Linked DNA regions of Mus musculus: regions 1, 2 and 3 are each linked to region 4. Evidence: chromatin contacts called from public HiChIP or PLAC-seq and promoter capture Hi-C data. All regions are on one chromosome and are shown on one strand. Each heading gives the region's core, a stretch centred on a gene start, on an enhancer-like site or on the middle of the called end of the contact. The rest is flanking DNA. Distances are from core to core; before and after follow the strand shown.

Region 1 (6,549 bases), core at 912-3,411, 500 kb after region 4:
AGAAAGAAAGAAAGAAAGAAAGAAAGAAAGAGGCAGGCAGGCAGAGGGATGCTCACAGATATTCCTGGTCATGATAATGGAGGCCTACTTATAGTGTCAGATTTGTGAGGTTGAGGCAGGAAGATGCCAAGTTTAAGACCACCCTGGGCTATGCAGAGAGACCCTAATCTCAGACCAAACCAAACCAAACCAAACCAAACCAAACCAAACCACAAGTAGGTTGTGCAGATTTTTCAGGAGTTATGGGGTAGTCCAAATGGGTCTTTTCCAGAACAGGTTTTGGTGTTGGGGAACTGGAAGAACAATAACGCCTCTTTCTGAGGGGGATGAGGACGGGAGTGGGATGGAGGGGTTAGATTACTGTGTGCGGGACTCATTTGGCTGAGATGATACTGGAAGGTGGAGGGTTAGGGAAGAGATGTGGGTTGGATCCACAAAGTTTTGTGTTATCAGCTTATAGATAATAGAACCACACCTAAGGAACATAGACATAAAAGAGCCGCAGGGACCACAGCCTCAGGACCTCACCAAGGGAGGCGAGGGGCCAGAGAGGGTCGGTCAGGAAGTCACCTGATGAGCAGTATACTTTCTTTTCTTTCTTTCTTTTTTTTTTTTTTTTTTTGGTTTGTTTTTGCTTTTGTTTTTCGAGACAGGTTTTTTTTCTGTGTAGCCCTGGCTGTCCTGGAACTCACTCTGTAGAACAGGCTGGCCTCGAACTCAGAAATGCACCTGCCTCCCAAGTGGTTTTTTTTTTTTTAAATACTTTCTATGATTGCAACCAAATGTCACTCAGCCTGCTTTCTCATCGATGAATCGGAGACAGTTAACAACCCCTATTACATGGCATATATTGGTTAACAACAAACTCTCCAAACATAGGAGTAGCTAGAATTAGCATTCCCCATCTTAAGGTTCTCATCACATTCAAGGATAAATGGGTCTGAGGCCTCGGGGTCAAGACTTCAAGTGCTTAAATCTTCCAGCTTCCACTTTCAGATCAACAAGGTTAGGTAAAGGAACGCGCAGTGACAAAGTTTTTAGGAGCCCTGAGTTCCACAGCTTATCAGCTGTGAGATTTTACAGGCCATTCATTCTTATTCACTCCAAGGCACTGAAATCTTTGTTTACTACATAGTCTGGGCTGGCTCCAAACTCTGGCTCTTCCTGTCTCCGCAACCAGAGTCTGGGATTACAGGTGTTCACGACCGCGCCTAGATTCCAGTATTCTGTTAAATGGGGACTGTGTTCCAGCGCTGTGTACAACGGGCTGTTCTGTACGCAGGCTTAGGAATTAATGCAGTTTTCTGCCAGTCTCATCCCAACAAGCATGTGTCATCTCCATGTGGCATGCACTAGAGGCCATGTTGCACCTAGAACCAAGTTGGGCAGGTTCCTGAGGTTTCCCAATCCTGCAAACACTTATGTGGGAGTAAGAGTAGAGCAAGATGGTCACTTCCCTAGCAGGACTCAATAAGCAGCTCCTCCACTTTAGCCCCCTCACAGGCAGGCGGACCCAGCTAGGGTAAGTGGATCTTTGGAACGCCCCAGAGAATCCGTCCGCTGGCCTCGCGGGACGTCGAAGCCGGTTTCCTAGACGACCTTTCTCCACTCCATTTTCTCACTATCCCAAGGCTACCGCCTGTCCTCTTGTCCTCACTAGCTGCTGTCCCAGGCCCATACCCGAGTCACTGGGTACGTCAGGAAGTGGTGAGCAGCTCGTTGAACAAGAAGCTGGTTTAGAGAGACTTAAGCTCCACGGTGAACGCTAGGAAGAAAAGCTGAGCGCCGCTGGGTATGGGATGCCCGCTCAACCCAAGGCTGCGGTGGGGCTGGCGGAGCGCCACGTTTAGTCCCCAAGTGTCGCGACGCCCTGCAACCCAACCTCCCGAGGGCCCGCCCCTTAGTGCCTGCCCCCCAAGCTCCGCCCTCCCTTAGCTGCCAGAAAAACCCGGCTGAAGGTTCCGCCCCTCAGTCCCCTCTCCGAGCCTTGTCCCTCATGCCCCGCCCCTCTCGAAAAAGACCCGCTTTGCGGCCCCACCCCTTAGACTCCGCCCCCCCAGGTTCCGCGAACAGCCTTCCGAAACCCGGTTGAGGCCCCGCCCTAGGTCGAGACCACGCCCCCTGCTCATCCGCGCTTGTGGTTCCCGCTGATCTCTCCAAAGTCCCGCGGCCAGGGGTGTCGGCTTTCCGCCGCAGGCGGCCGGTGCTGCGCTAGGTCCTAGCCCCCTCCCCCCGGCCCCTCCTTCGATCGCTGTGGTCGGGTAGCGCCTGGCGGGCGGCCTGCGGGCGGGCCGTCCTCTCAGCCGTAGCCCACCCCCTCTTAAAGCCGCGGCGGGAAGATGAGGTTTCGTGAGCAGTTCCTGGGCGGCAGCGCCGCGATGCCGGGCGCGACCCTGCAGCGGGCCTGCCGCCTGCTCGTGGCCGTCTGCGCGCTGCACCTCGGCGTCACCCTCGTCTATTACCTCTCTGGCCGCGATCTGAGCCGCCTGCCCCAGTTGGTCGGAGTCTCCTCTACACTGCAGGGCGGCACGAACGGCGCCGCAGCCAGCAAGCAGCCCCCAGGAGAGCAGCGGCCGCGGGGTGCGCGGCCGCCGCCTCCTTTAGGCGTCTCCCCGAAGCCTCGCCCGGGTCTCGACTCCAGCCCTGGTGCAGCTTCTGGCCCCGGCTTGAAGAGCAACTTGTCTTCGTTGCCAGTGCCCACCACCACTGGACTGTTGTCGCTGCCAGCTTGCCCTGAGGAGTCCCCGCTGCTCGGTAAGACCCAGGATCTGAGGACGTGGACTCCTCGGATTTCCTCAGTAGGGTTCCAGGGATATTATCCTAAGATCTCTTTCAGGACTGCCAGCCACCAGGTTTTGATCAGAGTGCATAATCCCCAAGAAGGGCTTAATCCTCTTTGGGATGACCCAAAGAGAGGTTGGCTGGTGTCTCAAGAGGCAGGGGCCCTGTTGGGAAACCCCCAGGCTCTTACCCCAGCACCAGACAAGGCCCTGGAGACACCCTTGTTCTGGCCCAGGACTCAGGAAGTTTGAAGTTGGGGTCAGTTTAGAGTAGACTGAAAAGGCTGCTCTGCAACCTTCCCTACCTATAGTAGCAACACCGGCAACCTTCAACCTTCTGAGGACAAGACCGACAGTGAGAAAACCACCTCCCCTCCCCACCACCCTCCACTCCGCCTTAGAACAAGCCACTTAACTTTCTCTTTAAGGTTTCTTTCTGGTAAATGGAGATAATAAACCACACGTATTTTGGAGTTGTTTTGAAGAAGTAAATGAAACATTGTAACTAAGAGTTTAAAGAATGAGGATGAACTCTTAGAAAGTTGCTACAATTGTGGGATTTCCTCCTGTTTGTAGGTGCTGAACCAAGGGGCCTTCTGTCTCCCACCCCAAGTTCCTCCTCCTGATGCTTCCTCTTAACCAAACTGAGCAGGGCCCTCTCCAGGGGCAGAGGGCCTGTGTACTCAGGGGACTGACTGGAGGGCTAAAATTAACCCGGTCAATGGGGCTGCACTTTCCTGGAAATACTTGCCCAGCTGATACCAGGCAGGGGGGCAAGTATATGAGTTTGTGTTCCCAGTACTAGGCGACTGGCCAGGGTAGAACTTTGACTGGAGATCACAGGTAGTGCCAGGTTTTAGAGAATGTTTCGCAGAGTGAATCCCATCTCCCCACAGACAGACAGGCAGGCAGCGTGCTAATAGCTCTGTCTCATTCTGGGAAAGCCTTGGCAGAGCAGGCCTTCCTATAGCCTGTTGCTCAATGTCTCCAATAATTACTTCAATGTTTTCACATCAAGTTTGGGAGGAACCTCTTGGAATTGGCCAAACATGAGTAATCGAATTACTTTGGACTTGGTTGTTAATTTGGGAAACAGGAATAGTTCTATGGAAAGTGAAGTAGAACATTAGTCTGACTTCAAGCATGTTATAGTGTTTCTTCCTGTTGTATAAAGTGGACTTGTCTGTGCTTACCTCACAGGGCTATTTTTAGGACTAATTGAGATTGTATATAGAGTAGGCAGGCACTCAGCAAGTAATCAACAATACAGTTTGAGGATGTGAAGTGGCGATTTCTTAGACTTCCACGGAGATGGCTCGCTGAACAACATAGAAGAGGAGGAAGTGACCGAGTCCTCAGACCACAGAATGTCTGGGCCTTTTGCTTTTATTTTTGGTTGTTGCCTGAGCATCATGCAGAAAAAAGACAAATTAATTAGTTAAGTACCCCAGAGCCATGGACATAGCTCAGATGGTGGAAGGCTTGTCTGGCCTGCCCAAAGCCTTGATTATAAAACTGAGCAAACATCAGATCCTATCTCAAAGAGAAAACCAGGTTTATAGTTGTTCAGAGTATAGGTTCTTCCTGCTGAAATATGAGGGACTGTGGTAACTATAGTTCTGTTCAGTTTGGTTTGGTAATGTGGGTTGCTCAATTCATCCTGAAATAGACAGCTCAAAAGGACCTTACTGAGAGAGATCACTTTAGACTGTGGAGTCCAGAGGCCTAGGCCTCTTCTGGCCTGGCTACCTTCATGTGACTTGCATGGGACTGATGTCTAGGTTTCTGCTGAGACCACAATCGCAGAAACAAGGGTAGGAGGTTAGGTTTTGTTTTGTTTTTATTAATTTGAGCCCTTAGATTTGAATGCTTAGGTGCAGCTTTTGGGGGGCGGTTCTTGGTCAGAAGGAATCTTAAGAAAACTTTTAAGTGTATTTGGGACTCTGTGTGTGTGTGTGTGTGTGTGTGTGTGTGTGTGTGTGTGTGTAGTGTCAAGCCCATCTGTTCCACTGGGCAGGTGTCAGCCAAAGCCCTTGACCGTGGTTTTGAGGTTGGTGGGAGAAAGCACCCCTAGGGGGTTAGCACGGTGGCCTTTTTACTACTCACAGTTCCTTTCCCCAACTTTCCTCTGCTTTCTGGTGTCCAGCAGTCTAAGCCAGATGCTTGGATCTTTTTCAGTTGATAGCTGGTGACTTTGAGGTGGTAAGGGACCAGACCCGGCTGCTGATAGGTTGCTGTTAGATCTGCTTTTGGGTTTGTCAGAATATTTGAATGGACTTTAGATAGACTGAGGTTGGAATTGTGCTTAGGCAATATATGTGTAACCGGGGCAAACTGTATTGTTTGCAGTCCTAGTGATGGTGGGCACTCCTCTCATCTGTAGGGCTAGTGTGAGCCTCTGTCTGTCTGTCTGTCCCATCCTTCCTTACTCCACTGTGGGCTACAGGGGTTAGCTGGCCGTGCCTGATAAGTCTTCTATTTGCCCAGAGAACTCTAGTTACTTCAGGCATTTTCTTTAGCCCTGTGACAGGCCTCCAGGTAACTGTCACTGTGTACTCTACTGGCTGTAGCAGTGAGCCGGCCTTTCTGGCCCTCTGAATGTTTGCCCGGGCTGAGAGGAGGCATGGCCTTGTGGTTCTTTCCCGGAATGTTTATCTTTTTCCAGAAGGTTTTATCTGCTCATATTTGGCACAGCTTGACAAAATTTGACTGGCTGTGGCACAGGCATTTTGGGTGTGGTGTTAGTGGAAAGGGGGACAGCACGTCAGGCTGGATTGATTTGGGGAAGCAGGACTGGCTGATTCAGCCGGGGGTCTGGGACAGATGGTACAGATCTTTCAAGGGGGCAGTGGACACTGGACAACTTAAACCTCAGAGGCCCCTTTTGACCAACTGTGCTTTAAGGAGATACCCTTCATTTGTTCAAAGGGAAGATGTGTGTGTGTGTGTGTGTGTGTAGACCCATATGCCATGGTGTGTAGACCCACATGCCATGGTGTGTAGACCCATATGCCATGGTGTGTAGACCCATATGCCACGGTGTGTAGACCCACATGCCACGGTGTGTAGACCCACATGCCACGGTGTGTAGACCCACATGCCACGGTGTGTAGACCCACATGCCACGGTGTGTAGACCCATATGCCACGGTGTGTAGACCCATATGCCATGGTGTGTAGACCCATATGCCATGGTGTGTAGACTCATATGCCATGGTGTGTAGACCCATATGCCATGGTGTGTAGATCCATATGCCATGGTGTGTAGACCCATATGCCATGGTGTGTAGATCCATATGCCATGGTGTGTAGACCCATATGCCATGGTGTGTAGACCCATATGCCATGGTGTGAATGTGGAGCTCAGAGGTTTCAGGGACAGGACTCACACTGTCAGGCTTGGTGGCAAGCACCTTTTACCTGCTGAGCCATCTTGCTGGCCCAGGATTCTTATCTAGAAGCAAACAGCCCAGTTAGAGTAGAGCCCTGTTCATGAGCCCAACTCCCTGGCTTTTGGGGGCTACTTTTAGCTGAGCCTCTGCCATGGAATGTGATGGTGAAGATGAAATACTTACTACGTCTCTGCTGGGCTCTTGGCTCTCAGGCATTCCTCTTTATCATGCTGCCACCTTCACCCATTTGTGCATGTGCAGACACAGGCAGGCTGATTAGAACAGTCTGTACTGTGAGGCTCGGAAGAGGGCTGTCCTGGACCTACCCATTCTGAGATGGCTCTTGGGACTCTAGCACCCTCTGCTTTAGGGTGGAAT
Region 2 (6,362 bases), core at 3,642-6,141, 400 kb after region 4:
CAGAAGTCACTACGCTAGCAAACAGCAGGACCAGGATTTCACCCCTTTTCTGTGAGTTTATCACACATACGCTTATTCTCATCTTTGCAACAAGTACACATCTTGCAAAACCCAGCAGATCGACAGCTCACCTCAATCTGGTCAATTTTTACTTCCTTATATGCCTTCTTCATTTCCTTTACTCCCAACTTCATGGCATCAACCTAAAAAAGAAAGCACAATGTATTTGTTGTTTTATCTTGAAGAACGGAGGATTTGAACCCAGATACTCGTGCATACCAGGCAACCATCCTACCACTGTCTCATCCCCAGCCCCGAAAACACTGTCCTGAGAGTTCACGTTTGTGCTGGAGCGATGTCTCGGTGGCTCAGAGCATCTGTCGCTCTTGCAGAAGACCCTAGGTTTGATTCCCAGCATCCACATGCTCACAACCATCTGTAACTATGTACACATGCATGCAAAATACCCAATCACAGAATGTCATGTATACTAAACCATAGCAAAGTGTATGAGATGAAAAATGAAAATGAAGCTGGAGATGATGGCACACACCTTTAATCCCAGCACTCAGAAGGCAGAGGCAGGAGGATCTCTGTGAGTTCGAAGCTAGCCTGGCTCACAGAGTGAGTTCCAGGATAACCAGGGCTACACAGAGAAACCCTGTCTTGAAAAACAAAAACAAGAACAACAAGTTAAAATGGGAAAAGGAGTATGGGGCATACCGTGGTCTTGGTGTCCTTTAGTGACTGGATGGTGTAATTAGCTTGCTCCATGTTAAAGGACTGTTGGGCCAGGTTGTCTCGCTGTTGCTCATACCTTTTTGGGGTCAAGTAAAAATCAGAAATGTGAACCAGATAGAAATCCTTAGGAGAAAACAGCCTTAATGCTAAATAGCAAACAAACCCAACCACAAATCATTTTAAAACTACCCACTCTTACAAAAATCCCTCCAAAGTCTTTTTCCCTTGGGTATATTTAAGTTTTAACTAGTCCCACTTAACAACATAGTATTTGCTCTTTTTTCTATTTTTTGAGAAAGGATTTGTAGTCTAGGCCAGCCTCAAACTTATAGTGATTTTCCTGCTTCAGCTTCCAAATGCTGGCAATGTGGGTGTCTCCACTCCTGGCCTTACTCTCCATCTCATTTCATCTTATTTATATTTTTCTAGTTATTTCCCAAGATGAATTCTCAGAGGTGGAACTCTTGGGGCAAAGGCTAAGACTATTTTTTAAGATTCTTCATATGTATAGCTAAATGTTTTTCAGACTCAAAATTATATTCATAATTTAGGCTATCCATCAGACTTAATATAATGTCTGATACTTGAAATACTCTTTAAAATAATGTTTTCTACCGAGTTATATAATATCAAAGATTTATGTCACCACGATCGTTATATACCACAGAAGTCATCTAATTAGCAGAAGAAAAATAGGTAATTCATGATCCAGGAAATCGGCAAATGATTCTATTCAGTTAGGCATCGTGGCACAAGGTTATAATCCTAGCAACTGGGGGACTGAGCCAGGGGACTAGAGCTTGAGGCCAGCGTGGAGTACACAGAGAACCTTGTCTCTAAAAGCAGAAACAAGAAGGGGCAAGACGACAGCTTATATAAAAGACACATAATTTCAGTTTCCTAAGAATCTAGATAAATTTTCTTTACCTCTGTTTGATATATGTTCCAAGTTTCTGCAATAAATCTACATTCCATTTATTTATTTATTTTTGAGGCAGGGATTCATGTAGCCCAAGTTACTCTAGAATTTACTAGCCCAGGGTAGCTTTGAACCCCTGATGTTCTTGCCTCCATATACCAAGTGCTAGGTCTACAGGTTGTGTGCCACCCTGCTTGGTTTATTTATTTATTTGAGACAGGGTCTTATGTAGCCAAGGCTAGTCTTGATTTCTCTATGTAGTCAATGCTCATAGGTTCCGGGTCCTCTACCTCCCAAATGCTAGGATAACAGGTCCAGGCCATCAAAGCCAAATTCCTTCCACAAGAAAACCAAAATACTTTAAAACCAATTGCCACCAAGAAGGCAACAGTTGTAATACATGCTGGCCATTCTAGGTATTATTAGGTTTTTTTTTCCAATGTGATTTTAATGTATTTTTTAAAAATGGAAGACAGCATCTGACTGTTACAAAGTCATTTTAAAATTGAAACAAAGCCATCACACTTTTCCTGGTTTCCTACAAGCTGATTATGCCTCGAGTCTACAACTCCATGGATGATCTCATAGGCTGAGCAGACCACATGGGTGAGCACCACAGATAAACTGGGGTTTCGCACAAACACTGGGACATAGTAATTGAAAATAAATTGTGAACCTTCACATTTATTCTGGTGAGAGAGAATGAATATTTAGCACTCCTAACTTTACAAACAAAACCGAAACACTCATCCTAACTCAACCACAGGAGACCCAAACCATCTCGACCTTGCCAGCCAAAGTGATCCCACGTGGCTGCTGAAGCTTAGGTAGTAACTCGGAACATTGGAAGCTTTTGCACATTTGTAATGAAATCAAGACTACTGAGAAGAAATGAAAGCCGGAAGGAATGGAAGGCCTCTTCACTTTCTGATTTCTTAGGAGGGAGATGAAGCATATGACTTACATCCGCTTTTGCTTTAAAACTCTCAGGGCTTTCTGTTTGACCATGTTCTGAGGAGAAAAACAGACTTAATTAAAAGAAGGGAACGCAGATGGCACAAGAAGTCTCCCCTATGCTCACACTCCTGCACCTACATGTTTCTTCTGCAAGATGGCAGATGTGGAGGCTCCTTGACTCTACTCTTCCTCTTCAAGCTTCGAGCACAGATAATTCTAATGCCCAGCTGGTACATCTTAGCGCCCTTTGCAACCCATGCTCTGTATCTTCAATTCCTCTTCCTCTCCCTAGGCATTGTACTTCCACTTCCAGCCCCAACAGAGCGCACTGTGTATATCCAGTTGCTTTCCATTTAAATACAACACGTTCATCCGCTATCATGTCCTCATGTTAGAAGCCATTTACAACAGCCCACCAGCCTCCCGCTTTCAGAATCTGGGAACCTCTACATCAACCTTTGATCCCTCTGTTGGTTCTTCACGCAAATTCATCAACTACTACGATATTCTAGATATAATGCCATGTAGGTGACTTGTTATTTAATCCTCACACATTAGTATATATTATCTTCATTTAACAGATGAGAAAATTGAAGCTGAGTGATATCCTGGTTCATACTGTTAAAAAGTTATAAAGTTATGAAAAAAAAAGATACCTATACACCCATAGCCTATTAAGTAGTGTTAGTATCAGAACACTGATCTTACACGCCATATCTAGTCTAACCTGAGTAGCCAGACAACACCCGGATTCTGAGCACAACCAGCTCTCCTCTTCAGAGTCAGACCTTCTCAGCAGAGCATGCCAATTCCCATTACATGTCATCAGCATCTTCTACCTACCACATTAAAACCCAGCCTCCCTCTTGTATATGGCTGTAGCTTCTGTTCCCTGAAGAACAGGTCCTCACAAGTAGCTTCTCTTTACCAGATTTCGTGTATTTTTCTTGTATCCTTCACCAGTCAGTCCCTTCACAGTACTTCCTACAACAGTTGTCACCAGCCTTACCTTAGCAGGACCCTCTCTCATCTTCTTGATTTGATCCTTATATTTCACTAGTTCAGCATCCAGCCGGGAAATCTTTTTGTCAATGGATTCTGCCCTGCTATCCACCTTGGAAGAAAACATCACATGCAGTGGTAATTATTGTAATATGTTTACATGGAAAGGGGCAGAAAGAGAGGGATATGCAAAAGAAAAAAGGAACAATATAGCAAAGGGCAGAAAATAGGGTTTTTCTTAAGGGTGGGGAATTCCAGCCCGAACCATTGGAGGGCTTTCATAAACTCTCTCCCACCTCCTAGATTCTGATATAGCAGCCCTCTCTTGAGGAAAACGATTTGGGATTCTCTCCGCTGGCTGAGATTTCCCAAGTAGGAGAATAGTCAGTTTGGGACTCTGCATGAACGTGCGTGGAATGAACCAATCAACACAGGCTAAGATGAGATCTAAAACCATTTCCGAGATCAGGTTTAATCTGGAAGGGCCAAGATTCAGAATTCTATGCTACTCAGACCCAGGACTAAGGTACAGATATGTTAACCCTGACATGGGTAAGGGGAGAAGAGTGAAAAAGGGTTTTTAAAAGGCCAGGTTAGACAAAGTGGGGTGTAGTGACATAGGGTACGTAGGTTGGAATGTGGGAACCAAAGCGAGGAAGAAGGGGTGGGGCACAGTGGGCATCGGAAAGAGCTAAGTGCAGTAAGGGCGAAAGAATGATGAGATTAGACTGTCTGGTCTCTGGGGTCAGGAATGACCTGGAAAACAGGGATGAAAGGGGTGGGGATGAAGAAGACTCAGGTTTAATGGGCCCGAACCAGGAATGGGGTGGAGTACGAATTCGGGATGGACGGGTCGGAGTGTCAGAGGTATGCAAAGTCAAATGCCCACCGTCCCAATGCAGTCCGTCAAGCTAGGTGGCGGAGCCTTGGGTTTCGCTTTTCCGAAGAATCGGTTCATCTTGGCCGGCTGCGAGGAAACCCAAACACTGGAGGAAAACCAGAAACGGAAGCGTAGTCGCTCTGGTGTCAATTTCCGGCTTCCCCCACCCCATGCGCAGGCGCAGAGTGCTCGCCCGAGTCTCCCGATCCCTTTTCCGTGTTTTCAGCTCCTCCTTCCGGAGAAGGAGCGCGGAGCTCTGGGAGAGGTGGAAAGACTTCTGAAGGAGGGGCTTATGAGGAGGGATAGGGCGGTGCCTTGGCGGAGTGGGTGGGGCTTAGACGCGGCTGGGCGGATAGGGCGGGGCCTGAAGCAGGGTCAGTTCCGAGGGCGTGGCGAGTAGATGGGGCGGAACTGGTGAGTAGTGGGGCGGGGTTGCAAGGCTGCGCGCCCGGTAGCCACCGCTGCGCTGTGAACAAACGCGGCCTGGCGGGTCGCAGCGCCGCGCGGCGACCGCGAGGCGACCGGGAGCCGCTGGGACCCAGGCTGCGCGCCCCTCGGCCTGCCCGGGAGCCGCGCCAGTCGGAGTCCCGGGCCGAGCGGGGCTTGCCTCCCTCTCAGCGTTCCTCTGTGCGCAGTGCAGCCAGCGGGCATGACCGATCCACCAGGGGCGCCGCCGCCGGCGCCTGCAAGCCGCGGGTGAAGAAGAAAGTCCGGCCCCGCTCTTCTCAGAGCGAGAAGGTAGGGAGCAGCAGCAGGGAGTTGACTAGAAGTAAGAAAGTGACCCGTAGCAAGAACGTGACCGGGACCCAGGTAGAGGAGGTGACCAAGATCGAGGAGGCGACCCAAACCGAGGAAGTAACTGTGGCAGAAGAGGTGACCCAGACCGACAACATGGCCAAGACCGAGGAGATGGTCCAGACGGAGGAAATGGAAACACCCAGACTCAGCGTGATCGTCACCCACAGTGAGCGCCAAGGAGGGTTCCGTAGATCGGGTTGGGATATGTGGGTTTGGCCACATGTAGTCTTGGGAGAAAGAAACATGGGTTCTTGGCTATATATATTTGGGGATGTTTTTGCTTAGGGCTGGTGTCAGGACATCTTTCCCTGTGGCCGGTCCCTGGACACTTATTGGATCCTCTATTTGGAAGCAAAGTTGAGTGTGTAACGCTAGTAATCGTGGGTCTTTGTGTCAGGCTTATATTAGGCCTTCTTGTGTGTAGAACTTCCGTGGTTCTGGACATCCACCAGTGTAAAGAGTACGAACTTGGTGCGTGATCCCGCTGTTCCTTATTTACTGAGTAGTGTTTTTGTTGGATGTCATAGAACCGCAGGTTCAATGGGCCGTGAGTCCAAGAGTTACTTTCTGGACATCTGGTTACATCAACACAGAACTAAAAACCTTGGGAAGTACACGAGAAAGCTGAAGCCATGACATTTCCTTAGAATCAGTTAGGAAAGACTAACAACAAACTTTGCTACCTAAACCATGGCTCTATATCCAGCAGTTTTATGAAACTTTGAGATGAATCCCCACCCCCACCCCCCCAAAGGCCTCTTGATGTCTGATCTGTGAGGCACAAATAGGAACTAGGACTCCTTCTGACTCTTGACTGGTTGGGAGCGCAATCTAAAGGTGGATTTGAACTCCACTTACTTAGAAAAGATTGAGTACCTGTTTTAAAACAAAAGAAAAAACCTCTCTGTTGTTGGATTGGTTTCGTTTGTTTGTCTTTGCTAACTAACCATTAACTATGGTGTACATAGGTGTACCCAGTATGAAAGACTTGGAGGAAAACAGTCCCTTGCTGGTGACATCAGGGAAAACAAGACCAATGCCATAGAGACAATAGGACAGCCATGC
Region 3 (6,248 bases), core at 3,536-6,035, 380 kb after region 4:
TATTAGCACAGTGAGTATGCAGTCTCTCTCTTTCCCCTGGAAATAGCGTTTGGGTTTTTCCTATCTAACTCCTACAATATGTTATAAAATTCCCGTGTCTTAAAATTTAACCTTACTTTAATTTCAGCCCACTCATTTCCCTGCCACGGTGATTCTGAGTACAGCCAGCTCAGCTCCTGAAACCCAAGGAAATCAGCTGCCAGGGCAGAGGCATGGTGGTGCAGACCTTTAATCCCAGCAAGCAAATCTCGGTAAATTTGAGGCTGGTGTACATAGTGAGTTTTGGTCAGTCAGGGCTACACAGTGAGGCCTTGTCTCAAAAGTGAGAAAGAGAAGGCAGGAGGGAGGGAGGAAGAGAGAGAAGAAACTATCTGTCAGTTATTGTAGCAATCAACAGTCTGTAAAACATGAATTTAAGTCCTTGTCTACTATTTATTGTGTTAAATCATCTGTCTTTTGAGAAAAGACCTCATTATGTAGCCCAGGCTGCCATCAAATTCACTATATAACTCAGGCTGGCTTCAAAAAGGCAATACTCTTGCCGCAGTCTTCTGAGTGATATGATTACAGTGTGTGCTATCATGTCCTGCTTTATCTATCGTGTTTTAATGTGTTACTTAGCCCCTTTTTTCTTTCTTTTATTTTTAAGATTCATTTTATGTATGAGTATACTGTAGCTATAGAGATGGTTGTGGGCCTTCATGTGGTTGTTGGGAATTGAATTTAGGACCTCTGCTCGCTCTGGTCAGCCCTGCTTGTTCTGGTCCAAAGATTTATTTATTTATTATATTATATTTATATTATTATTCTAAAGATTTATTTATTATTATAATTATTATTATAAGTACACTGTAGCTGTCTTCAGACACTCCAGAAGCGGGCATCAGATCTCATTATGGATGGTTGTGAGCCACCATGTGGTTGCTGGGATTTAAACTCAGGACCTTCAGAAGAGCAGTCAGTGCTCTTAACTGCTGCGCCATCTCACCAGCCCCCCTTTTTTTCTTATATGTAATGGAGAACAATCCCTACATCAGAATTGCCAGGGCTCCTAAGTAAAGCATGTTAATAGCACTCCTACAGTGGTTACAATGGTGCCTTACTGCTCTTAGAGCTATGGACTATCTGAACTCAGACTCCAATGAGTATACTGCAAAACCTGTGGATTTCAAGTTTAATAGTAAGATCTGGTACTTAATATGGGCCACACACTCTCCTAAGCACTTTGCATGAGTTAACGTCTTTATTCTGTTTATTCTGTTTTAAATATGTACATTTAGGTATCTCTGTGGTGTGAGCACATGTGTGTGTAGGTGTCCTGAGGCAAGAGAAGGTATCAGATCCCCTGGAACTGTTGTTACAGGAAGTGTGAGTCACCTGGTGTAGATGCTAAGAACCAAAATTGAGTTCTCTGGAAGAGCAGACAGTGCTCTTAGCAGCTGAGCATCTATCTCTCCAGCTTCATTAGCTCATTTAACCTTCACTCTGCTGATGAGAAAACTGGGTAGCTTGCCCAAGGCCACAGGTGCTCACTCCAAGGCAACTCCGAATTCTGCCTTAGGATATGGTAGAATGGCATGCAGCACTGGTGACTTGGTGCTTATATTCACACTGCACCCTGGCAGAGGCAAGGCAGCAGTACCATAGAAACATAGTGAAGAACTGGTGAGTTCACAAAGGCCATAGAGAAACCTCACACTCAATCCAGGCTTTGTGGCAAACACTTTCACACAGGCAGTGTTCTGAGGGTGGGGTGAAGAGCCTCACAAATGGCAAGAGGATTAGAGAAACTCAGAGTGGCAGAGGTATTCTGGGAAGATGAGATAAACTTACAAGTGGGAATGGGTAAAATGGTGCCAAGAGGTGCTGTACAGTTCTCTCCTGCTTGAAGCAAGGATGGAGAAGGGGGCTAGATAAAGGTCAGTAAAGCTGCCCAAAAGCCTGATAAAGGGCGTTTCATATTGAATAGCCATACATAGTTGTGCTTTTACTAGACCTAAGCCAAAACCCTCAGGAAACCCTTCAAGAGGGCTGGAGAGATGGCTGAACTCACTGGCTGCCCTTCCAGGGAAGCCACGGTCAATTTCCAGCACCCATTTGGCAGCTCACAAATGGCTCTAACTCCAGTTCCATGGGATTCAATACCCTCACACAGGTATAACAATGCACAGTGTAAAAAAAAAAAAATTTTTTTTTAAAAAGAAAGATCTATAAAGAGACTTGAGGAGGGGACTAGAGAGATGGCTCAATGGTTAAGAGCACTGACTGCTCTTCCGAAGGTCCTGAGTTCAAATCCCACAACCACATGGTGGCTCAAAACCATCCATAATGAGATCTGACGCCCTCTTCTGGTGTGTCTGAAGACAGCTACAAGTACTTAAATATAAATAAATCTTTAAAAGAGATTTGAGGAAAGGGACACATAAATCAGGAAGCTGTCCCATGGCCTAAGTGAGACACATTTCAGTATTTTAAGTAGTAGTTCCTCCATTAGTGAGATGTCCTCTAGCCAAGGTATCATTATAATACAAGTAAGGGGTACCAGATACCCAACAAAACACAGCAATGAGAGAGTAATCCAACCAGTTGGCGCTAGAAAGCCTGAAAATAAGGGGGAAATTTTCATCCTGGATCAGTTTAAAGACCTTACTTAGGGCAATGGATCACAGCCTGTGGGTTGTGAGGTCTTTGGGAGCATAGAACAACCCTTTCACAGGGGTCACATAAGACCACTGGAAAATACAGATATTTACATTATGATTCATAACAGCAGCAAAACTAGTTATGAGGCAACAACAAAACAATTTTATGGTTGGGGTCACCACAACCTGAGGAACTGTATTAAAGGGCTGCAGCATTAGGAAGGTTGAGAACCACTTTTGGAAGTGGATGAGCTAGAAATGATGTTAAAGTAAGAACAAAGACTATAGACCAAGGAGGCAGGGATTTCTTGAACACAGGGACTCAGCACATGCTTTGGGGCGTGTCGGTGGTAACCTAGAGCGCAGTCCCAGAGGCTAAAACTCCGAGTCACAGCTAGCCCTCACTCAGCTCTGCTTCAAATGTCCAAGGGTGTGGAAATAAGTCAGGGCGAGGAGGAGAAAACGAACAGATTCGGTTTAGAGGGCCAGTGAAGGCCTGGAGGGGAGTGACAACGTATCTGCCTAAGTTCTCCACTCTCCAAGAAGATTTTTACATTCAAGTCAAGACTGGGGCACACCAATGCAATGTGTTCTTGCACTCTTTAAACTGAGACAGGGAAAAGAACATGACCTGTACAGGCACATCCTAATAGTGGCCCATCAATCTGTCAGAAGTGCAATTGTAATTCAAGCCAATGTTGGACATTGCTGTGATTTTCAGGAAGAGCAGGCCATTATGTCAAATCTACACAGTGGGTTGTGACAAGTCGTCATCGTGGTCTTCTTCTTAATAGTAATGTTAAGAGTATGTTGTTGAGAGTAAAAGAAACCTCTGCTTCTCGGCCTCCAACCCCATCTTCCCAGACAGGATCTCACTATGTAACCCTGGATGGTCTGCAACTATGTAAACCAGGCTGGACTCCAACTCGAAAGATCCTCCTGTTTCGCCCTCCCGAGGGCTGGGATTAAAGATGTGCGCTACCATGTCTGATAGCACTGAAACATTTGGTTTACTTTAAAAACAAAAAAACTTTTCTTTTAATCTTGTGTTCCTGTTTTAGCAAGGGTGCTTTGGGGGGACAGGGACGGGATATATGCCACGTGTTTGCTGATGCCCTCCGTGGCCAGAAGAGGGCGTCAGATCGCACAGCTTTCCAGGTGGTTGTGCAAGCGAACGTGACTGCTCTGTTGAGGAGCTACTGTTCTTAAACACTTGAACTAGCGCCCCAGCTTCTCGGTTCACATTTACATTTAGGTAAATGTGTACTAATACCCCATGCAAAACGTTCCTTTTTTTTTTTTTTTTTTTTTTTTTTTTTTTTGCTGTCCACAAAATTTGAAAGCCCGGATTGACCAATACACCTTGAAGAAAATGGAAATAGCTTATACGAACAGTCAAATGAGGCTGTCTCTACCACAGGGGTAGCTCCAGGAGGGAGAGTGAGCCAACAATCAGGGAGAGAACAGGGAGGGTCTGGGAATTAGCTTACTACTCCAGGCTGACAGATGAGGTAACTGAGACTGGATCACGTCACGCACCTCAATATGGGATTTCACACCCCCTCAGGACTGGGCCCGCTGGCTGGCTGGCCCGCGCGCGCGGAACCCGCCACTCCGAGAGGTAAAGAACACACCCCTAGCACAGCGCGCAAACTCGCTGGCCTCCAGGGCCCGCTACGGAGAGTCGCCTACGCCCGGCCGGCCGGCCGTCCGCCCGCCCGCCCGCCCGCCGGACTCTGCTCCGCGCGGCCTCGGGAAGGCCGGAAGGAGCCCCGCGGGGGGCGCCAGAGGCCCACGTCCGCTCCCTTGGCGCCGGGACCCGCCCGCTCTCCTCGGAAACCCAGGGGCCGAGCCTCCCCATCCCGTGGAAGATGGAGGAGGGTTCCGTACGTGCAGCGCGCGTGGCTTGGCCCTCGCGAGCCACTGTCCCCGCGCAGCACGCACCCCACTTGCCACCGCAATGGCCCGCACCCTTCGGACTAGACTGCTAGACCCTAGGGGTCCCGCGCGGGAAACGGGACAGTACCTGAGACCGGAGGCGCCTCCGCCATCCCGTGCCGCAGCACCTCAAGCGAGCCCCGCCACCGAGCGAAGGCTGTCACCTGGTCACGTGTCCCGGATTTCCGGCGCCGAGAGACTAGTCGCTCCTACGCGCCCGGGGACAGCCAAGGGGGTGGTGCTACCTGAGCACACAGTGAAATGGCGCATTTGGGACGTCAGACAAATGCGCCGGCCCGGGTGCAAGCGGGGTTTGCGGGGGGGACACGAGTGGCTGGAGGAGACCCACCCGGACCGCAGGATCTACTGCCCCCAACTTGCGTAATTGCTTTTCGAGAGCTGCTGGGTTCTCCAGCTGCTACGCCTTTTTGTCAAGTCCTGCCATCCGCCCGGCTTCAAATGACCTTCAGCTAAGAGGCGGCCTGGAGCGGCTCACGCAGGCGACGAGGGGGGGGGGGGCGCTGTAGTAATCAAAGGGCATTGTGGAGGAAAAGACTGCAAAACAATAAAAGGTTACCTGCCAAGGGTTAGGTAGCCCACGACTTCAGGACCTGGGAGGCTGGATCGGGGGTGGGATGGGAGTGGGATGTAGTGAGTTCCAGGTCCTGGGCTACCTATCCCTGTCTGTGTAAAACGAAACACAGTATCTAAAGGACTAATAGCAAATGAGCCACAAACCGGTAGGCAAGTAACAAATACAAATGAACACCAACTGAGGTAGACAGTTTGAAGTTACTGTGTTTTTTTTTTTTTTGGAGGGGGGGGGAGAGTGGGGAAAGGGTGTCCTGATGTAGCCCCTGTTGGTATTCAGGCATTCTGCTGGCCTGCCCCCAGGACCCTAGCAACCACTTAGACCTGCCTCCACCGTGTGTGATAGGTGTGTGCTGCGTCTAAAGAGACGCCCCCAAGCGTCCCCCCCCTCCCCCCCCCCGCCACCCAGCAGCTGTCTATTGTCAGCGTCCGGTCCCCTTCTCTCTGCCCCATGGCTTTGCTCCTGTCTGTCTGACTGGCTCCATGCCTACTTGTCTGCCTCTATTCCTTTCCTAGGCCCTCACTCCTCTTCTCCCAATAAACCACTTTTACTTCAGGTCTTGTTTGCATGACGTAATTTCTCAAGGTTGTACCTTGGCACGGGCCTTGCAGTAGGATCTTCTCTGTCTCAGCCTCTTTTATAGTAAAATATAATCTTCCAAGGTGAGGTGTGGTGACTTAGACTTTAATTCCAGCACTCTGGCAGCAGAGACAGTAGTTCTCTGTGAGTCTGAGGCTAGTCTGATCTACATAGTGAGTTCCAGGCTAGCCAGAGCAACAGTACAACACTGTCTCAAACATTCTCCACGATGTGACCATTTTGGTTACAGGGCTTCTGCACTTCTTTCTAATATCTACAGACTAAGAAGCCTTCGACTGGGTGGCTTAGCCTGCCCCTAACCGAGCACATTTAGGAATCCTTCAGGAATTATATTTGAAAATCGGCCTCAGAAAGGTGAGACACGAAACCGTTGTATTTGTACTACCTGCAGTAGTGAGATGATGATGATGAGAGAGACAAGAGGAGGGAGTGGAGGGGAGAGAACAGACGTTTGTGGGCAAGTTGCAGAGTCAATT
Region 4 (6,610 bases), core at 2,504-5,003:
AATGTGATATCACATGCCACTAATCGCAGCACATGGGAGGCAGAGGCAGGCTGATCTCTGAATTCCAGGCCAGCCTAGTCTACAGAGTGAGTTCAAGACATAGGCCAAGGCTACACTTAGAAACCCTGTCTGTTTTTAAAAAAAAAAAAAAAAAAAAAGGAAGGAGGGGGAGGGTTGCTGGAGCACTGACTGCTCTTCCAAAGGTCCTGAGTTCAAATCCCAGCAACCATAAGGTGGCTCACAACCATCTATAATGAGATCTGATGCCTTTTTCTGGTGTATCTGAAGACAGCTGCAGTGTACTTACATATAACAAATAAATCTTTAAAAAAAAAATTAAGGCCAGCCTTGAATACATAATCAGTCAGACCTTGTCTCAAAACAAACCATCAATAAAAGCTTTTATATGTTTTAAGTAAGTATTTGGAGCCAGACAATGTTCCAGGGACAGCCAGGGCTACACAGAGAAACCCCTGCTTCAAAAAAAAAAAAAAAAGCATTTAATACAGAAATAGAGAAACATGTTTCTTAAAATTACCAGGACCCTGGACTAATGTCAGTCGAAACACTAGCTGTTCTGGAGCTGGGCAGATGGCTCGACAGTTTAAGGAACTGGCAGCTTCTCCAGAGAACCTGGGTTTAATTCCCATCACCCACATGGCAGCACATACCTATCTGTATGTCTGTAGCTTCAATGCCAGGAGGTGTGGCAGCTTCACAGACGTACATGCAGGCACATCAATGCACATAAAATAAAAATGAATAAATCTTAAAAAAAAAAAAAAACAGCCAGGCGTGGTGGCGCATGCCTTTAATCCCAGCACTCGGGAGGCAGAAGCAGGCAGATTTCTGAGTTCGAGCCCAGCCTGGTCTACCAAGTGAGTTCCAGGACAGCCAGGGCTATACAGAGAAACCCTGTCTCGAAAAAACAAAAAAAAAAACAAAAAAAACAAATACACACTGGCTGCCTTTCTAGGAGACCCAGGCTCAATTCCTAGCACCCATTTGGGAGGCTAACAACTGTCTGTTCCAGAAGATCTGATGTCCTCTTCTGGCTTCTATAGGTACCAGGCATGACTATGATACACAGACCTATATACAGGTAAAAGACCCATAAATATAAAATCAAACTACATCTTTAAAAAGGAAGACTAGGGGGCTGGAGAGATGGCTCAGCGGTTAAGAGCATTGACTGCTCTTCCGAAGGTCCTGAGTTCAAATCTCAGCAAAAAAAAAAAAAAAAAAAGGGAAGACTAGCCGGGCATGGTGGCGCACGCCTTTGATCCCAGCACTCAGGAAGCAGAGGCAGGCAGATTTCTTAGTTCAAGGCCAGCCTGGTCTACAGAGTGAGTTCCAGGACAGCCAGGGCTATACAGAGAAACCCTAGAAACAAAAACCAAAACAAACAATAAAAAGTAAGACTATCAGACTTCAGGCACTGAATTCATGTGTACATGCACCTCAGACACACACATCTACATATAATTAAAACCAAAGAAAAAGAAAGGCCTACTATCAGTGTTACTATTGGCTCAGCAGGTAAAGGGAGGGGAGGGGAGGGGAGGGGAGGTGCTGGAGAGATAGCTCAAAGTTTGAGAGTACTATCTCCTCTTCCAAGGACCCAAGTTCAAGTCCTAGCACCCACACATCAGCTTACAACTATGTTAGGTTCCGGGACACCCTCTTCTATGCACAGACATGCAGGCAAGACACTCGTACACATGTAAGTAAATTAACTAAAAAAATAAAACTAAAGGAAAAAAGGAAGCAAAAACACATAAAACATCATGATAAAGTAGAGTTTTAAATACAAAGAAAAGTTTAAAGTAAAATTTGAGGAAGTTTTATATTCAGATACTTTAACTTTTATAAATTAATACTTTTTCCACAATGAGCAGGTTAGTTATCTCCTAGGCAGCGGCAAGGACATTTACTAGAAAAACACTAATTCTCCTGCTCCCATAATTAAGTCTCAGTAACTGAAAGACACAGTAGGCTTTCAATAAGTTACAGAATAGAATGAACTAGAGACAAAAACTTACAAAATTTCACTTAAAATGTTAGGTAATTCTTTTCTTACTTTTGTGTTCTTTGCATTAATACAGAAACGTTCAGTTTAACTAAGCATGGATATTAACTAGAAAGAGCAATTTTTATAAGCCAGTGGGTAGTACATTCCTTTTGTCCCAGCACTTGGGAGGCAGAGGCAGGCAGGTAGTTCTCTGAGAGTTCAAAGCCAGCGTAGTCTACAAAACAAACTCCAGGATTGCCAGAGCTACACAGAGAAACCTGTCTCCAAATTTACAAAAAAAAAAAAGGGGGGGGCTGAGCTTACTGACCAAAAAAAGAAAAAGAAACGCTTTTAGATTTATTTCATATATCTGAGTGTTTTGCCTGCATGATGTATGTATATATACCACATCCCTGCCTATTAGCAGAGGAGCATCAAAAGGTGGCACTGGAGTTATGGATGACTGTGAGATATCATGTGGGAACTGAGAGTTGAACTTGGTTGGGTCCTCTGCAAGAATGAGTGCTCTGAATTGTTTAACCTTCTCTCCTCGCCCCTAGAAGACCTATTTATCAATGAAAACGAAATGCCTTGTTATACCATCAAATTAAAAAAAAAAAATTCAGGTAACACACACCATGTTTATTCAAATTCCCAAATACTAACAATTACAACTGAGAAGACAAAACACTTTATCCATGAAAATGTGAACAGAATTTGAGTTTACAACACTCTATGATGTCTGTCTAAAAAGTATCAAAATCTCACTCCAGTTCAATACAAAATTGTTTTAAATAATTATATTTCTAAGTCTCAACTCAAAAAACACGAGGCAACAACACAAAGGTGAGGGATCGCTGGTCAAGAGAAATGCTTAGCCTCAAAAGAAAGACACGGGGTTGTTTCTGAGACCCAGGGGTATAGTCCAGGTAATCGCCCAGAAAATTAAAAAAGGAAGAAAAATCTAGAGAAGACCACAGTGATGAGACAGTTAGAGAAGACCACACAATGCCAAAGATATCCCCCAAAGCAGTCACCCCCTGGTCTGATTTCTCTCCCTCATCTCTCGCTCAGATAACTAAATCCTCACATCCCAAGCTCACCCTCAACTCCCCAGCGCGCTACCTTCTTTACTAAATCGGGGTTCCTCTCCTGGACCGGCTCTAGCTCCCACTGAGAGAAATCTTTCCCTCAAGCTCGAGATTTCCACTGAGCCTGTCTTCTGAGCGAATTAGTCCCCTTAATCCGAACTCATTTGCCCGCATCCCGTCCGCCCTCCGCCCCTTCAACTCCGGTCCCGTCACTCTGACCCTTCGCCCAGAATCCGCCCCGAGTCGTCGGTCGTCGTCCGGCTCTTCCTCCCTCCCGCTCCTTTACTCCAGATCCTTTCATCCCTCCAGGCTCCTGGGCGCCCGGTCCCCATCTTCCCTCCTCCCGGTCGCCCCGTACCGGCCCCTTCCCCCAACTCCGCCCCTCTCCCCCTCCCCCAGAGACAGGCCCCCTCACCTGAATGCCGCTGCTGTCCCGAAAGCTGAAAGGTGCTGGCGCCGCCCGGCCTCCCGGGCTCAGTCTCCGCTGGGCTCCCGCTGCCCCTAGGGAGAGCAAACACCACCTCTTCCAACTCTACCCGCCCCGAGCCAGACCGTCACCGTAGCCACCACCAGTACCACAGCCGCCATGTTGAAGGCCTACTTCCCTCCTCCTTCCCCTCGACGCTCCGCCCCTTTAGGCGTCTGACATCATGGCGCCGCACCCCACCCGCCCCGACCAATGGGAGGAGCCGACAGTGACGTAACTAAATCCCTCTTCCAGAGCTGAAGGGTTCCTGCAACCGGGAGCTTCCTTACTGAAGGATCCCTGCGGACCCTAAGGGGAAGAAGAAAGGAGGGGTCACTGAGAGGGTAAGACTCGGGATAAGAGGCGCGGCCAAGGCGAGGACACGCCCAAAGCCTTAGCCGCGAATCCTCTTTGGAAATTAGAAACCCTCTCAGACTCGTAGACCAGTCTCATACTCTTTGGTCTCACTTTCTCCATTTATTTTGAGGTTTTGTTGTTTTTCAGAACAGGTCTCATATATCCTAGACCCAAGTTTATAAATAAATTGGTTAAACAGTAACTATAAATGTCTCTTCAATTTTAATATCCAGTGCATTCAAAGTCGAAACACAATCCAAGCCTTCACTGCTTTCTGTGTATTGGATATAGGCTCATGGAGAATTTATAATTTGATTAAATTAATATTTTTCTCTAAAATTTCATGATCAATGGAAGAAATAAGATCAGAGAGAGTTGACTCTAGTAAAACTCAAAGAGTATTACTGGTATGGAAAGTGCTTAGAGATCAAACCCAGGGCCTCCTAGACAAGCATCCTTAGCTGACATAAAGTGCTTTGGAGAAAACACAATGCACTGCCCTGTCTACTTTTCCAGCCTGTTTTGTCTCCAGATTTTATGTAGCAGACAAGATGGTATTTGAGCTTTGAAAAATGAGGAGGCTCTAACTCTGGGTGCAACATTGTGGGGAGGGGGTCACGGTGAGCAAGGAACAGCAAACTGTCAATTTTTGGTTATCTGTATTTAGTTAACAGATCTGTGGAAAGGCCAGTGAGCAAAGCAGAACTCTGGAGAATGAAAGTGGCCATAATAAGTGGGTGGCTCACACGGGGGGGGGGGGGGGGGGGGAACCTCTACACTAAAGTGAAAGCAGTGAACGTTAGGGAGTAGGAGTGAACTTGGGCAGCTTCAGGAGAGACTTCACTACAACATGCAATACAGAAAGGAAATGGTCAGATTTTCCAGCTCTCTCTCTCTCTCTCTCTCTCTCTCTCTCTCTCTCTCTGTCTGTCTCTCACGTACACGCACACATGCATGCCTGTGGGAGTCTGTGTGATTGTCTGTCTCTCCGTCTGTGTGTGTGTGTGTGTGTGTGTGTGTGTGTGTGTGTGTTTGACTCTCTTGTTTGAAGCAGGGTCTTGTGTAATCTAGACTGGTCCTAAACTTGCAATATTTAATACTGGCTGTCCTGGAACTCACAGAGATCGGCCCATCTCTGCCTCCAGAGTGCTGGGATCAAGAGTTACAGCACTGTATCTGGTTTAAACTAGGCTCTTACCAATCTCTTATTAAGAGAAACTGCAATTTCCTGGAGCACAAGAGAAGAACAAATATCTATAATCCCAGCATTTGAGAGGCTAAGACAGGAGGCTCCAGTTATTCTCAGCTGCATACTGAGACATCAAAACCAGCCTGAGCTACATGAAACACTACTCCTTCCATAAAAATAAATAAAATAGGGCTGATAGTACAACTCAGTGATAGAGCCCATGTTTGGCCAAAAGACATAAGTTCAACTGGCCAAACTGGCCTTAAAATGCTGGCAAAATAACTAATTAATTAGTCAGGCAGTGGTGGCACATGCCTTTATTCACATCACTTGGGAGGCAGAGGCAGGTGGATTTCTGAGTTCGAGGCCAGCCTGGTCTACAGAGTGAGTTCCAGGACAGCCAGGGCTACACAGAGAAACAAGAACAAAAACAACAACAACAACAACAACAAAAACTAATTAATTAAACAATAACTTTCTAGACAGGTGTGGAGAGAATATTAGCTTGGGAATCAGAAACGAGGTAAGATGCACATATGTAATATATTGGTGCTCTTAAACACATAGACTTTAACTCACTCAATAAATACAGAACTTTTTGTAGATCAAATACTCCTAGTACTGGGATACAGATGATGCATGGGTGCAAAAGCACTCAGAAAGTTGAACCAAGACACAAGAGAACCAAGACAATGTCTTTAACCTCAGCACTTGGGAGACAGAAGCAGGTGGACCTCTGTGAGGTTGAGGCCAGCCTGATCCACACAATGAGCTCAGGGCCAGCCAAGGCCACAAAAGAAAGAAAGAAAAAAAGTCAAGTTGAAGCTAGAAGATTGTGAGTTCCAGGCCAGCCTGCCTGGGCTATAGAGTGAGACCCTGCCTTTACAAAGAAGTAAACAAGGGCTGGAGAGATGGTTCCCTGGTTAAGGAAGTTCTCTTGCAGAGAACCCAGGTTCACTTCTCAGTACCCAGAGGGGAACTGGTTCTGGTTCTGGTGTGACTCAGGCCTTAGCACCTTTAATCCAACTGGCTGGAATACAGACACACCCTTAGTACAGAAATCCCAAGCAATGAAGGTAAAGTTTGTTTATGGAAGGAAGCAGCCATGTTTGAAAGTGAAGTCTAAATGAGTGGCAGACAAAGGGACAAATCAGAGGAAGATCTAATCAAATAGGATTCATTCATCTCTCATAAGAAGAGAGAGGAAAGAGAACTACATAAGAGGAAGTGCAGAGAGAGAGGGAAGAAGGAGAGAGGGGCAGTTTTATCCGGAGAGCTTTTCGGGGACAGGATGAAGGGAGAATAAGCCAGTCACAGGTGAAGACAGAATGAGCCAGAGAAGAGCAAGGCACCAGAAGATTAGAACATTCTGCCAAAGTTCATGTGAGGCCAAGCAGGGAAATGAGAAGCCAGACTGAAAATCAGACAGCTTGGAGAGGAGTTTGAGCCAGAATCAGCCAGCCAGAGTTTGGAAAGAACTAGAAAGGGTGAGCTTG

Evidence for each region. HiChIP or PLAC-seq counts read pairs in DNA pulled down with a chosen protein or histone mark. Capture Hi-C pulls out chosen DNA fragments and counts their contacts.
Region 1: a FOXA1 HiChIP or PLAC-seq map of pancreatic cancer cells shows a contact between it and region 4. The contact joins the promoter of B4galt1 here to the promoter of Ubap1 in region 4. A contact is called at or near these places in 4 of 39 promoter capture datasets (cranial neural crest, embryonic stem cells, frontonasal cranial neural crest and 1 more) and 2 of 115 datasets of contacts at active chromatin or transcription factors (embryonic stem cells and pancreatic cancer cells).
Region 2: a contact with region 4 is called in an H3K4me3 HiChIP or PLAC-seq map of bone marrow-derived macrophages, with 5 times the contacts expected there. The contact joins the promoter of Bag1 here to the promoter of Ubap1 in region 4. A contact is called at or near these places in 3 of 39 promoter capture datasets (cranial neural crest, frontonasal cranial neural crest and maxillary cranial neural crest), 3 of 484 Hi-C or Micro-C datasets (CD4 T cells, CD8 T cells and regulatory T cells) and 6 of 115 datasets of contacts at active chromatin or transcription factors (the 230-238 cell line, bone marrow-derived macrophages, effector CD8 T cells and 3 more).
Region 3: a contact with region 4 is called in a promoter capture Hi-C map of adipose tissue. The contact joins the promoter of Nfx1 here to the promoter of Ubap1 in region 4. A contact is called at or near these places in 1 of 39 promoter capture datasets (neural stem cells), 4 of 484 Hi-C or Micro-C datasets (CD8 T cells, embryonic stem cells, muscle stem cells and 1 more), 1 of 115 datasets of contacts at active chromatin or transcription factors (thymic regulatory T cells) and 2 of 9 other capture datasets (adipose tissue and liver).

Annotation. Positions count from the first base shown.
Region 1 is chr4:40,849,596-40,856,144 of GRCm38.p6, reverse strand. It overlaps B4galt1 (UDP-Gal:betaGlcNAc beta 1,4- galactosyltransferase, polypeptide 1), which reads left to right and starts at 2,161. Exons shown (of 6, transcript NM_022305.5): 1 at 2,161-2,754. The coding sequence starts at 2,340. It overlaps Mir5123 (microRNA 5123), which reads left to right and starts at 6,007; the gene lies at 6,007-6,089.
Region 2 is chr4:40,946,823-40,953,184 of GRCm38.p6, reverse strand. Bag1 (BCL2-associated athanogene 1) reads left to right here and starts at 4,891. Exons shown (of 7, transcript NM_001171739.1): 1 at 4,891-5,463. The coding sequence starts at 5,391. It overlaps Chmp5 (charged multivesicular body protein 5), which reads right to left and starts at 4,632. Exons shown (of 8, transcript NM_029814.1): 1 at 4,509-4,632; 2 at 3,627-3,731; 3 at 2,625-2,671; 4 at 724-817; 5 at 132-203. The coding sequence starts at 4,577.
Region 3 is chr4:40,969,480-40,975,727 of GRCm38.p6, reverse strand. It overlaps Nfx1 (nuclear transcription factor, X-box binding 1), which reads right to left and starts at 4,785. Exons shown (of 24, transcript NM_023739.3): 1 at 4,669-4,785. The coding sequence starts at 4,693. It overlaps Gm52692 (a long non-coding RNA gene), which reads left to right and starts at 5,569. Exons shown (of 2, transcript XR_003955193.1): 1 at 5,569-6,126.
Region 4 is chr4:41,346,139-41,352,748 of GRCm38.p6, reverse strand. It overlaps Ubap1 (ubiquitin-associated protein 1), which reads right to left and starts at 3,753. Exons shown (of 7, transcript NM_023305.3): 1 at 3,518-3,753.